Linked DNA regions of Xenopus laevis: region 2 is linked to region 1. Evidence: chromatin contacts called from public Hi-C data. All regions are on one chromosome and are shown on one strand. Each heading gives the region's core, a stretch centred on a gene start, on an enhancer-like site or on the middle of the called end of the contact. The rest is flanking DNA. Distances are from core to core; before and after follow the strand shown.

What was found. A called contact is a pair of places that touch in the nucleus more often than the background predicts.
Region 2: a Hi-C map of the XL177 cell line shows a contact between it and region 1, with 7 times the contacts expected there. The contact joins the enhancer-like site here to the promoter of LOC108716123 in region 1. A contact is called at or near these places in 2 of 4 Hi-C or Micro-C datasets (the XL177 cell line and the XTC cell line).

What each region holds. Positions count from the first base shown.
Region 1 is chr5L:52,730,326-52,737,808 of Xenopus_laevis_v10.1, reverse strand. LOC108716123 (histone-lysine N-methyltransferase SMYD3) reads right to left here and starts at 1,608. Exons shown (of 13, transcript XM_041562757.1): 1 at 1,501-1,608; 2 at 1,011-1,194. The coding sequence starts at 1,522.
Region 2 is chr5L:53,271,378-53,278,330 of Xenopus_laevis_v10.1, reverse strand. No RefSeq gene overlaps it. Among protein-coding and RNA genes, the nearest start is that of LOC108716124, 5.7 kb to the right of the region's middle. Within about 2 kb of position 3,065, at least 1 of the 7 cell types and tissues checked has an H3K27ac peak or open chromatin away from gene starts, as enhancers often do.

The DNA of each region.
Region 1 (7,483 bases), core at 359-2,858:
AATATAATATACGTGGCTTTAATTCGCACATAAATAATTTTTCACACTTTTATAACTGCTATGTCAATAAAGTAGAGAGCGGCACCTAATTACATAAAACTACACAACAAGAGCAAAAGAGAAAACTAAATAAATGGGCAGTTTAAATGGCAATAATAATAATTGTGTTAGTATCTAGGCTGTTGCTTTAAACCTCTAGGACATGGATACAGCCACCACTATATATGCATTACTAAGGAACCATGTATCAGCTACTAAGGGTCCCTTGCTACAAACAGTACCACCTTCCCTCTCTTTCATTCCTCGCTCAATTAATGGGGTGTTTCAGCTTAAAGTAGTTTTTTTTTTTTTAAATGATTTGCTTTCTTCTTCTGACTCTTTCCAGCTTTAAAATGAGGTCACTAATCCCATCTAAAAAAAAACAAATACGCTGTAAGGCTACAAATGTATTGTTATTGCTACGTTTTATAAGTCATCTTTCTGTGCAGGACCTCTCATATTCCAGTCTATTATTCAAATCAATGTATGGTTGCTAGGGTAATTTGGACCCTAGGAACCAGATTGATGAAAGTGCAACCTGCTGAATAAAAGGCGAAATAACTTAAAAACTACAAATGAAAACCAATTGCAAATCAGAATATCACTCTCGAGATCATACTAAAAGTTGATTCAAAGGAGAACAACCCCTTTAATACATTCAACAAGTCACTATATTACTACAATGATGGAAGCCATTAACTAGCTTCAGTTGATGCATAGAACCATTGTACTCCCCAGCACATTCCATGTGCTGATATTGTATAAACCCAGGAATATCGTAACAATAGCAGGGCCATTTAGCAAAGCAGGCTGATTGGCTGGTAGTTTCACATGCCAATATAAACTGAGACAGTTTGTGACAGTGATACTTTTACCGATTGGCCAGTGTGATTCTGGGCTTTTATGATTGGGCATTTGCATCTGTGATTCAGGTGATGCTACTAAGTGAGAAGCGTTTCAGGGAAAGATACCTGTGAAGGCAGTAATCGCACGCACTCTTTTTCCGGCACACCGTATATACATAGGGTACAGCTCTTATCACCGTTAATCCATGGCTCATATCCTTAAGTGCTCGCACTCCATTACCCTTCCCCAGGCTTTGGAACTTCTCCAGAATTCCCGCCATTGTGTTCGCTGTGCAATTAATGCGTTCTGCTGAATGAGATAAGAGAGAATTATATAGCGCCACTCCTTCCAAACTCTTTCAATGCTCCACACATATTTGCAAATTACTTGTTGAAAATTATAAGTTCCCACAGGGCTGTTGTCATTTATATATGAGTGGAATATACAGACTAGTGGTGTTCACTTCCAGATGAGCACAACATATAAATACAGTGGTGTGAGTCCTGCTTCTCTGCTTGCACTGCCTCCAAAACAAAATCAGACAGAGCTCATAGCATATCAGACTTTCTATAATCACCTCTGCATGCCATTAAAGTCCCACGTGGTATAGGTTACCAGCAGTCTCAGTCTCCCTCATGCACGGATTCTGAAGTTGCTTCCCTTCCGCCCATGTGACTTTTCTCCTGGTGCCTGCAGGGTCCTAATGCTCGCTAAAAGGCTTTTCACTCACAGCACTCCTGAACAGCCACTCTAATAGCACACGAATCAGAATGCACTGATGAGAATTTTGATCAATTCAACAAAAATTTAAAAATCCAAATTTACATGCAGTGTCGGACTGGCCCACAGGGATACCAGGAAAACTCCCGGTGGGCCAAGGTGTCAGTGGGCTCATGCTGCTTAACATTTGGCTGATTTCATGGTCATTCCTTATTTCTATGAGAACAAAGGGGCTAAATAGATGGAATAATTGATTATAGTATGTAAAAAAAAGAGACTAGGAGAATAGAAGTTGAGTGATGAGAGGAAGAATAATAGTACTGAGAGTGGGCCCCCTGGTGTCCCAGTCCTACACTGCTTACATGAGAGATTCCAGGACACAGCCTAATGCATTGTGTATATAGGTATTGTATATAGGTACGCACACACTGCAATTGTGAAATACTGGAGTGGAGCACCCTAGGCACCCGACCTTACAACGCCCCCAAAATAATGTGACACCCCACCATGCTCTGAGGCCTGCACCCCTCACCCCCCCCCCAATTGATTTCTGAAGTAAGTATTCCAAAGTGGCTGGGGGGCAATTTTTATTTTCTAAATGTTTTGAGTTGTTTTAAATGTTTTCATGCACCCAAGGGCCACCCCCCAAAAGTGGCTGTCCAAGGCAGAGGTTGGTGCTTATACATAGATACGCCCTTGGTCACATACTGTGCCTATTGTGAAATGCTGGAGGGCCTCACACTGAGCCTGTCGTGAAATGCTAGTGGGCCACATGCTGCTCCTATCATGAAATGCTATAGGGCCACAATGCACCTTTCATTAAATGCTGCAGGGGGGGGGGCTGCATCTGTACTGAAACTATGGGGCATATTTATCAAAAAGTGAAGTTAGAGATAGCCACAGTCAATGGGGTATATTTATCAAAGAGTACAGTTAGAGATCATCACAGTTATTTCTATGGGATTTTTAAAAGAGTATTTATCAATGGATGAAAGTGAAAGTTCACCCTTTGATAAATACGCCTTTAAAAATCTCATAGAAATGAATGGAGAGAGGCAGTATTTTACTCTAGCGGACTGTGGTTATTTCTAAGTTCCCTCTTTCATAAATATACCCCAATGAGTGAAAGTTCACCCTTTGATAAATATTCCTTTCAAAATGCCATAGAAATTAATGGAGAGTGGTGGAATTTCACTCTAGTGGACTGTAGCGATCTCTAACTTCACTCTTTGATAAGTATGCCCATATGGGTAGCCCACACACTGTGCCTGTCATAAAAATCTGGGGGGCCACACACTGCATTCGTCATAAAATGTTGTGGGGCCACACACTGCTCCTGACATGAAATGATGAGACCGACTCACTGCGCTTTTCATTTTTATAAAGCTGGGGCCCACACACTGAGTCCTTCATAAAATGCTGGGGGGCCACACAATTCAGCTGTCATGAAATGCCAGAGGCTACACACTTCAGCTGTTATGAAATTCTGGAGGGCCACACTGCTCCTTTGATCAAATACTTGGGGGGACAAACACACTGCCTGCTATGAAATGGTGGGGGACCATACATTGCACTTGTCATGAACTGCTGGTGGGCCACACACTGAGTCTGTCATGGAATGCTGGGGGCCCACTGTAAGGAACTTAAGTGATTAAAAACAGAATTACGCCTTAAAGATGGCACAGATCACCGACATTGAGTATATGGATTGGACTGATCAATTCGCAATTGGAACTGTACAAACTGACGTATTTAGCCCGAGGATGCCCAAAGAAATTTGAAAGTATATGGAAACCTTGGCTCGAGTCGCCAGCCACATCAACTAACCAGTGAACATCAATTTACAGCCATACTTCCCCTCCTTCCCCCTTCTTTTCCTTTTCTATCTAGCTTCTCTTCCTTCTATCTTCTTTAAGTTGTAAAATTCAATAAAAATTAATCTTTAAAAAAAAAGATGGCACAGATGCCTGACTATGTTGGAACCACTGTTGAGCCACTGTGGGGGGGGGGGGAATCCCTCAGTTTTTGTATCAATAAATCATGTACCTGCTTTATCTGAATGTGTGTGTGGTCAGTTTCAGTCACTCTATAGAACCAATTTATTATGTAGCAAATAGACGTGCCCTTTGGTTAATCAAATTTGACTGTACAGATATGCGATCCGTTTTCAGGAAAGCAGTTATCCAGAAAGCTCCAAATGACAGAAAGGCCATCTCCCATGAATTTCATTTTATTGAAATAATCCAAATTTTTTAAAAAGGATTTCCTTTTTCTCTGTAATAATAAAACAGTGCCTTGCACTTGATTCAAACTAAAATATAATGAATCCTTACTGGAAGCAAAATCAGACTATTGGCTTTCTTGAATGTTTACATGATTTTCTAGTATACTTACGGTATGAAGATCCAAATTACAGAAAGATCCATAATCCAGAAAACCCCAGGTCCTGAGCATTCTGGATAACAGGTCATATACCTGTACAATGTGTTTTAAGAATGTTTGATTACAAGCTCCCCGAAGAAGGGGCTGGTATCAATTACCGTATATACTCGAGTATAAGCCGAGGTACCTAATTTTACTTCCAAAAACTGGGAAAGCTTATTGACTCGAGTATAAACCTAGGGTAAAAAATGCAGCAGCTTCTGGTAAGTTTCAATCAAAAAATTTAGGGTTTCTGCTCCCATTTGAGGTGCTGGCGTCTCGTTTTTGGATGCCAGTGACCATTCTTGGACCCAGCGAATATTCTTGGAAACTATTCTTAGACGGCGGCGACCGTTTTTGTGCTTGACCCGAGTATAAGCCGAGGTAGAGTTTTTCAGCATAGTTTGGGGGCTGAAAAACTCAGCTTATATTCGAGTATATACGGTATATATTTTCTCAACATTTATGTGTATTGAAGCTGCTATATAAATATAGTATAATGATAGTAACAGTAGTATAGTAAATAATACTGGCGTAATATTTTATTTAATCTCCATATAGGGTATGAGCAGTTTTACTGTTGTTACTGGTTTATAGCAGCTCTGACTATATAGTTCAGTTTTTATCTATAGGAAACTTGCATGCATGAATGTAATTATAGTACCCCGTTAGATTCTGATTCCCAGCATGCCATTGCAGCCAATCCTACTGTGTGCTTTAAATTCTAATCCACTGTTAAGTGGCACATTGAATGCCCCATAAGTTATCAGATATTTATACTTTTAGCTGATAACAGCAGTATTTAGTGTTTTTAAACTAAAAAGTAGTTAGGTTATGAGGCAAACGCCAACTTCTTCCCTTGATGCCTGCAATTGTAGTAAGAGGCTGGCGAATAGCTAGTATGGTTCTGAATTGTTTTTATTAATTAATAAAAAGGGATATTGTCCACACCTAGGGAACTGTAAGCTTGTTAAGTTTTGAGGGGTTACAGTAGATATGATTAACTTAAGATAAATACACAGTAATAAAAAGAATGGTAATGTGTAAATGTATAAAATTATTAGCCTCATATATAATTTTTGTTGTTGAATAAAGAGCAGGCTGATATATTACAAAAAGTGATTATAAACATTTTTTAAAAACTATTCCTAAGGATGTACACAATCCAGGATTTGGTTCAGTGTTCTGCCTTTTTCAGCAGGATTCAGCCAAGTTCTCGTGCCTGGCTGAACCGAATACACATCTTTAAAATAATGCGACTTTCCTGTTCCTTCACATGGCAGAAGGCACGATTGGGTTAATCCCCTTGCCGAGTTAAGGACAGGAAATGACGTATAAAAATTGGTCTTCCCCACCACTCCTTGCTTTTATTTTCTGCTGCGCTGTGAAGAAGACACCACAATATCCAGCAAGGTTTTTTCTTATGCTCTCTTTCCCCCGCTAAAGCTCCTATCATATAAATAGGAGAGCCCACGCAGGGCCCTGGCCTTCCGTCGCCTGGGCGCTGTAAGAAGCATTCATGCACAGTAAGACGCCATAAACCACACACTCTCTCCAAGCACTAAGGTGCGTGAAGCTGTGACCATCACATCGCGACTATATAAATAGCACGAAAATCAGCGCTCCCCCTATGCAGTGATCTCCTGCCAACACACATCAAGCCAAAGCAAAACAGTTTATAGGGAGCACCCCGGTAAAACTACTCACAGTGTGCTGCACATGAAAGCTGCTCCGGATAGCATCGGTCAAAGTTTATCTGCAAAGCATGGAGCGCCACGAAGAGAATTTTATGTAAAATCCAGTATTTATTTAATTCACTTAAAATTCAATACAAAAGAACGCCATGTGTATATAGAATCCACGCTTGACGCGTTTCGTAGCCCTCCGGCTACTTTTTCAAAAGCTTAACAGTTCCCATCAGACCTAAACTTTTAAATCACTCAAAGTACCCATAAAAACATTAACCCTTTACCACCTCCTCCTTTCTGAGCACAATATAAAAACATCCATATCAAAAACCAGTGTTCTAAGCAAATGGTTAGTTACAGCATACACATCCAAAGTCTCTTACTGAAATTTTTACTGTGTGTTTTCAGCTGGTACAATAAGCTCCAGGAGATCAAGATCAGATGTTAGTGGGTGAGTGAACGTCTACATAATAAAAAGAGCACAACCATTCTTCAGGTAAGCTAAATTATGCTTCAAATTCTTATAGGAGCCCTCATCACAGAGAACATCACAGGAGGGATGATGAACCAAGGAGGGAAAAGAGCTCTAGAAGAGAGTGCACAATGTGTTCCAATCCAGCCTTACATGATAAAAAAGTATGTCAAGCCTGCTTCGACCATGGGGTTACGCCCCAGATGGAACAATTCACATCCCTCATGTCTTGGATGAAAGAATCTTTTAACAACTATATGACTGAAATGGTAAACAAAGTCACAGACAATGTCATTCACAAGATCAACATTAATCCATCTCAACCTGAAGCATCTACTTCTTCTCACTCTGTAGTGATGGAAACAATATCTGAAGATTCTGAAACAGAATCTATAGAAGATGAGGAAAGCAACAATGGGGAAATACATTCAATACCAACCTAATTGACCCTTTAATTGAGGCCATGAGGAAAACTCTAAACTTAGAAACACAAGGGGGTCATCAAGATTTGAGGTTCAAAAACAACCAAAATTTTCATGATGTCATAAAATCAATCATAAGCCAAGAATGGAACTCTCCAGACAAAAAATATCTCCTTTCCAAAAGGATGGAGGAAAAAAAGTATCCTTTTCAAGATAATGATACAAAACACTGGGACACTGCACCTAAGGTAGACACTTCCATCACTCATGTAGCCAGCAGAACAACACTCCCAGCTGATGAAGGGTTATCACTAAAAGACCCTATGGAGAGACGAGACAAGATTCAATTCTAAAATCATATCTTACAGCTGGGGCTATATTTAAGCCCGCAGTGGCCATCACTTCTCTCACCAGAGCAAACAGAATATGGCTTTCAAATATAGAACAGGCTCTACACAATAAAGTAAGTAGAGAAGAAATCATCAATTCCACTGAAGAAATCAAACTGGTGAACGAATAATGTGCGGAGGCATCTATGGACATATTAAAGTTACCAGCAAAAAAACATAAATTTCTAAGATTCTACACTCCTACACTGGCACCCATTCTGGCATATATCAGACTCAAAGGCATAGAAATTTTCGCCTATTTTCGCGACGATTTGATAATAAAAGCAAGCTCTAGAATAAAAATCCAAAAAGACATGGAATATGTCATCAAAACTTTACAAAGCCACGTATGGATCATAAATCCCTTTAAAATACAGCTTAGTCCCAACTCAAAAAATCAGATTCCTTGGCATGATTATAGATACACAAAGTATGCCGATATCTATTCCGAAAGACAGAATCCAAGAACTCAAGCAACAAGTAAAG
Region 2 (6,953 bases), core at 1,816-4,315, 540 kb before region 1:
AAATAGTGTAAAATCTGTGAAAATGTAAAATGAGCGAATCAAATTAAACAACTTATATACTCAAAGCATATAAGCACAGGAGTCTGTTTTACGTTGCAATGCAATATTTACTGTGTTAATGACAAGAGTTAAGCATTGCATATAAAAAATTAGCAACTGCTAACCAAGAAATAGTGTAAAATCAGTGAAAATGTAAAATCAGTAAAATGTGTTAAAGGAACAGTAACACCGAAAAGTTGTCTTTTAAAGTAAAGAAAATATAATGTACTGTTGTTCTGCACTGGTAAAACTGGTGTGTTTGCTTCAGAAAGACTACTATAGTTTATATAAACAAGCTGCTGTGTAGCCATGGGGGCAACCATTCATAGCTGAAAAAGGAGAAAAGGCACAGGATACACAGCAGATACAGCTATGTTGTATTCAATGGAATTCTTCAGAACTCATCTGTTATCTACTGATTATCCTGGCCAGGGCCGCCATTAGAAATCTTCAGGGCCCCATTGGCCCCGCCTACCCAAGCCCCACCTCAGATCCTGCCCAAAACACAGTTAAAAGACCACACAGACATCAGTGCTAAAAACGGTAAATCTCCAACACACAAGTTATAAAAAGCCATTGATGGGCAGGGCCCCCCATAAAAGTTTTTTTTTTTTTTTAGAAAATTGGTGGTCAAGGCCCCTCTACAAGTTAAAAAAAAAAATTGGTGACCAGGGCCCCCTATAAGTTAAAAAAAAATTGGCTCCAGGGCCCCCCTTACAAGTTAAAAAAAACATTGGGGCCCCAGAGAATATTTAAAAAAAAAACAAAAACATTGGTTGCAGGGGCCTATAGAGTATTCAAATAATACATTGGTGGCAAGGGGTTTAAAAAAATAAAAACACACATTGGTGTTCATTAGAACTGAATGCGTGGCTTTTTTGTTACTCTGGGTATTTTCGCGGCTTCAGGACTTCAGCCGCTGTCAAGGGGGGCCCGGCTATTTAGAATAGTGCAGCACAGCCGGGCCCCCCTTTAGGCTCAGGCCAGGAGTACCCCCTGTGCCCCCTGTTGGCGTCCCTGCCCCTACCAGAACTGTCTCTCCTGAGGAACCTTTATAAGCAGAGGTGTTTCTTTTGGGTACAAGTAGCTTAGGACCATTAAAGGGGTTGTTCACCTTTGAATTACATTTTAGTATGATGTAGAGAGTGATATTCTGATACAATATGCATTTGATTCTTATTATTTGTGGATTTTTAGTTATTTAGCTTTTTATTCAGTAGCTCTCCAGTTAGAAATTTCAGCAAGCTGGTTGCTAGGGTACAAATTCCCCTAGAAACCACACATTGATTTGAACTATGAGACTGGAATATGAAAAGGGGAGGGCCTAAATATAGTAATAAAAAGTAGCAATAACAATCCATTTGTAGCCTTACAGAGCATTTGTTTTTTAGATGGGGTCAGTGACCCCCATTTGAAAGATCAAAAGAATCAGAAGAAGGCAAATAATTAAAAACCTATAAAAAATAAATAATGAAGGCCAACTGAAAAGTTGCTTAAGTGTCTGTTGACCCCCCCCTTATTATTAATATATGTCCAGGGCCAAAATGAAAAAAGTACTTGCATTACTGTGTTTCAAGGTGGCTGTACATTGTGGCAGGGCCCCTGCTGCTGTCAGCAAGCTGCAGAATCAGGTGGGGAGGAGGGATCTTTAGTGCCTGTACGGAACGCATTTTAGGACAAAAATAGCAAAATAGCTGTCCTGCATGCAATGTCCTATGCCTTCGGAATGGTGCATCGGTTGCTTTTGCCGTCACCCATCGTCCAAATCTGCAATCACACTTCCGTCCTCTACCCTCCCTTCTCAGCCGTCACTCATACGAACTCCGCCGTCAGCCTTCTGCCGTCAGCCTTCCTCCCTTAGTCTTCCACCCTCAGCCCTCCATCCTCCTCCTTCAGTCATTTGCCTTCTGCCATCATTCCGCTGCCTTCCGCCCTCAGTCCTCTTCCTTCTGTCTTCTCTCACCACTTTAGAAACTTATAGATAAGACTGTCAGCTGAAAAGAGCGATCTCAGGGGGGAATGCTGAGCAGCGAGGGCCGAGGGAAGACAGCGGAAGGATGAGGAATAAAAGGAAGAGGACTGAGGGCGGAGGATTGAGGGCAGAAGGCTGACGGTGGAGTTCATATGAGTGATGGCTGAGAAGGGAGGGTAGAGGACGGAGGTGTGATTTGGACGATTGGTTACGGCAAAAGCAACCGATGTGCGATTCCGAAGGCATAGGACATCACATGCAGGACAGGTATTTCGCTGCGGAATGTCCTAAAATGCCTGCACATTTCTTTCCCCTCCCCTGCTTCTATACTGTTCCTTTTGACTCAGCCTGGCTTTCTCCTGCTGTCTGTCAGAATGACCGATGATGCCACAGAGGGGGAGGAGCTTCTCGTTCGTTTCCATTGCAGCTTCTTCTTCTAGCAGGGGAGGGGAAAGCAAAGTGCAGGCACTACAGGTCCCTCCTCCTCACCCGATTCTGCAACTTGCTGATAGCGGCAGGGGCCCCCCCCAACACCCAAAAAGCACCGGGCCTGGGACAAGTGTCCCCCCAGTCCCCCCTGATGGCGGCCTGATCCTGGCTACCCCCATGGCTACACAGCAGCTTGTTTATATAAACTACAGTATAGTTGTGTTTCTGAAGCAAACACACCAGTTTTACCAGTGCAGGGCAACACTACATTATATTGTCATTCCTTAAAAACACTTTCATTTTTTGGTGTTACTGTTCCTTTAAAGCAACTTATTAGCAACTCATAACACAGATGTAGCATAATAAGAAAGGGTAGGCAGGTAAAAGAAAGCCTTTACCTGCTACTCTAGCTCTAGCCCACAGCTACTACTACACAGGGACGGACTGACCACCGGGAAAAACCCAGTGGGCCCCGCGTTGCTCTGCTGGGCCCCCAATGGTGCACAGCCCACCTTCTTTCTGGCCCTACTGTTTTTTTACCGACATCCTGAGGGGCCCCCTGCCACCCATTCACCTTGCTTGACCCGCCGCTGGCCACTTTGGGAAATAAAAAAAAGATGGCTGTGTGTTCCACTGTAGAACACATGGCCCATCGCCCTACTTGGCTGTCTGGTCATCACCATGCTGTGTCTCTGCGTCTGTCAATCTGCTGGTCCCCCTGGTACACTGTGTGACAACTCCTTGATTTTTTTTTGCTGGAGGCAGAGGGGGCTAGAAGCATGAGCACAAAATAAATAAGAAACATTGGCGGAATTCTGCTTGTGTATGAATGGATGAGGTAATGCTTTCAATCTATTCATTTTCTGCAGTGATTTTATAAGCAAGTCTGGGGTTAATTTGTTTATGGTCCATTTTCTGCATTGATCTTACTAGTGTGTATGGAGTTAATATGTTTATTTTCTGTTTTCTGCAGCGATCTTACTAGCAAGTCTTTGGGACTGCAGTGATCTTACTTGTCTGATATGCCCATTGTCCATTTCTTCCTTGCCTGTTGGGGGTTAATATGCTGATTAGCCATTTCTTACTGGCATGCCTGGGGTTAATATGCTGATTGGTCATTTCTTATTGGTATGTTTGAGGTTAACAATGTTGGTACCATGTGTAGCAAGGGGTAGCAAAAGCTGTGAAGGGCAGTGGTGGTGGTTTGGTGGGCTCCTGGGATGAGATTCTCTGGTGGGCCCCAGGTACCCCAGGCAAGCACTGCTACTACTGGTTTTACATTTTTGTTAATCCCAATGGCAACAGTCACACTGCAGTTCTAATGGTTAATGACCCTTAAAATAATCTACACAAAATTTTAAAAACCTTGCATTGTTCAAGAAATGCCACTAGAGGGTAGTGATTCACCAGAAAATGTATAGAACTAAGAACTGCACTAATATGGAATGCAGCCCCTTGCTAAATGTTTAGAATATAGTACTGGGTCACATATATACAAGTATATGTCATATCTAGTATGGCATTGTTGCCAAATTATTTGAGAATCATAATTATTTCTAGAAAAAAACACAAGCTGTGCTACACTAGTTGTATTTCATTTAATTTCAATGCATTTGATTTGCACTCTGGGCAGTGCTGCTAAAGGAACAGTAACATCAAAAAATTTGTTTTAAAGTAACTAATGCAGTGTTGCCCTGCACCGTTAAAACTGGTTTGTTTGCTTCAGAAACACTACTGTTTATATAAATAAGCTGCTGTGTAGCAATAGGGGCAGCCATTCAAAGGAGAAAAGGCTCAGGCTTAGCAGATAAACTCTGTAAAACATAATGGTGTTATCTGTTATCCACTATTTAGGGTAAGGCCACACAGGGTGGTTCGCCCGAAGTTGCTTCACAAGGAAACTTTGGAAAACGAATCGCCGCGTGTGATTAGAGCCAGCGATTTTTCATTTTAGCCTGCGCAGAGTGAGGGAAGGCGTTTTGACGAGGTGATTAGTCGCCAGGTGACCAAATCTCCCCAAAACGCCCAGTGTTGCCTTACCCTCAACCTGTGCCATATAGCAGTTTTTTTAATTTCCCATTGCTACACAGCAGCTTGTTTATATGAACTATAGTAGTGTTTCTGAAGCAACCAGATCAGTTTTACCAGTGCAGGGCAACAGTACATGATGTTTTTATTACTTTAAAGCACATTCATATTTTGATGTTATTGTTCCTTTAAGTGTCCCTTTATTCCCAGACGATCTGGGAAGCTTATACTATGGTGATGGTACTCAGGGTATAGTGTATAGAGTGGGTATAGTCAGGCAAGTAGATATACAAGTAGATAGATGCTTTAATACATGCTCTGTCCTGTAGCCAAAACACCTGGGAAATAAAGTTGAATTAAGTACAAAACACAGTAAATAGAGTGTGACCTATCTGACTAGCAAATTGTACAGCCCTTTTAAATTCCCCTTTTCAATTTAGTAGCCATATAGTACAGTAATGGTTGATGGAAAGAATTGTCTACAAACTGAAATACTCATGTCAGCTTTTCTCTTGAGGCAGAGGTATGATTCAGGCAGATGGATTAATTCCCTCCTGGGAATCAACCTGTTTATCTATCCCATACTTAAAAGAGGAACGAGACGCTGAAATGGCACACCTAATCACATCACTTTAATATGAGTTTAATTCATTTCTTTTCTTCTTTAATTCTAGCTTTCAGTGAAGAAAGTTAAATAGAAAAGTATACAGTAAGTATCAAAGAGAACTGTTGAATGCACCGAGTGACAAAAGAAAAAAATTCTAGTGCTAACCTTTAAACATTGATGTCCCAACCAATGAAGTGCAAGCGAGAGTAGAAATTTGAAAAAGATTGACACCAATACCTTGTCTGCTACAAATGGGGGGTTCGCAATCTTTATTCCATGGTGCTCATGACACTTCACAGTGATGAAACGTTTCAGGACCGCATGGCCCTTCCTTTGTCACTGAGGAAGGGCCATGCGGTCCCGAAACGTGAAGTGTCATGAGTACCATGGAATAAAGATCGGGAACCCCCCCCATTTGTAGCAGTCAAGGTATTGGCGTCAATCTTTTTCAAATTGTATATTACTGGTGAGTGGCTAGGCCAGGGCCTCTACCTAATCCCCTAATTGAACTTTTATTTGCAAGCTAGAGTAGAAAACCATTACCGGTGTACAGTACATGTACAGCACATGCTAATACTAGAGGGTTCATTTATGTCTCAAGAGCAGTAGCCGCGATCGCCCGTCTCCACCACTCCGGGTTAGGGGATCTGAACCCGACTCCCTTTTGATCGGCCAAGGGTGACGGAGGGCTCCGGTCCCAAGATCTGCATTAAAGGAAAACTATACCCCCAAAATGAATACTTGAGCAACAGATAGTTTATATCAAATTAAGTGGCACATTAAATAATCTGGAAAAGTAAAACAAGGGTTTCTTAGCACTCCTTCCTCAAGCTCACCCGAGGGACCCTATAAGATACCTGCCCTAAAACCTCTGGACACTGTAAGTACTTAATATGTCATTTACGAAATAACACCGAAATGTGTATTGGTGTTGAGGAACCCTAGAGTCATGGCCACCCTTGACTGTGGTGTTAATTCCAGGGTTTCTACAGTGGGTAAGGGTTACATCAATAACTTCTACAGTGGGTCACATCAATAAGCAGAGTGGTGCCAACAGAATGTTGCCAACAGTTGGAAGTAATACAATCCCCACTCTGAAAATGTTAGCTGTAATTTATATACAATTTGCAAATACAGGTATAGGATCCGATGTCCAGAAAGCTCTATATAATGGGAAGGTCATCTCCCATATTTTAATAAAATAATATTTCCTTTTTTTCCGTAATAGCAAAACAGTATTTTGTTCCTAACTAAGATATAATTAATCCTTAATAGTGGGAAAACAATCCTATTGGTCTTATTTAATGTGTAAATGATTTTAATATACTTAAAGTATGGAGCTCCAAATTACGGATAGATCCCTTATCTGGAAAACCCCAGGTCCCCAGCATTCTGTATAACAGGTCCCATACATGTACACACAGGCAACTGCATTCATTTTAATGAGGCGGATGCATTGATGCTGGAATTCAGAGAAAACAGATGGCATTTATGGTAAAAACCATGGTGATCTGAGTCAGAAAATTGTGCTAGGCACACTGCACTGCATTTTAGGGATGCCCTGAATCCAGGATTTGGTTCGGTATTCGGCCAAATATTTCACAAAGGATTCTGGGATTCGGCCAAATCCCAAATAGTGGATTTGGTGAATCCTTACTTATTTGAAAATGGCCAGCAATGTTTTGCCATGAGAGGATCTGGCAAGTCAAAAATGTGGTTGATTGAGGTCTGCATCAGCCTCTCTGTGTGATCTATGGCTAAGCACTAATAAATATGAAACTCAAAATGACTAAATCACTTCCATTTGACCCACTATAATGGTAGCCTAATTGTCCAACAAAGCTACTTATTTGTTAGCCAGTAGAATATTATACGTAC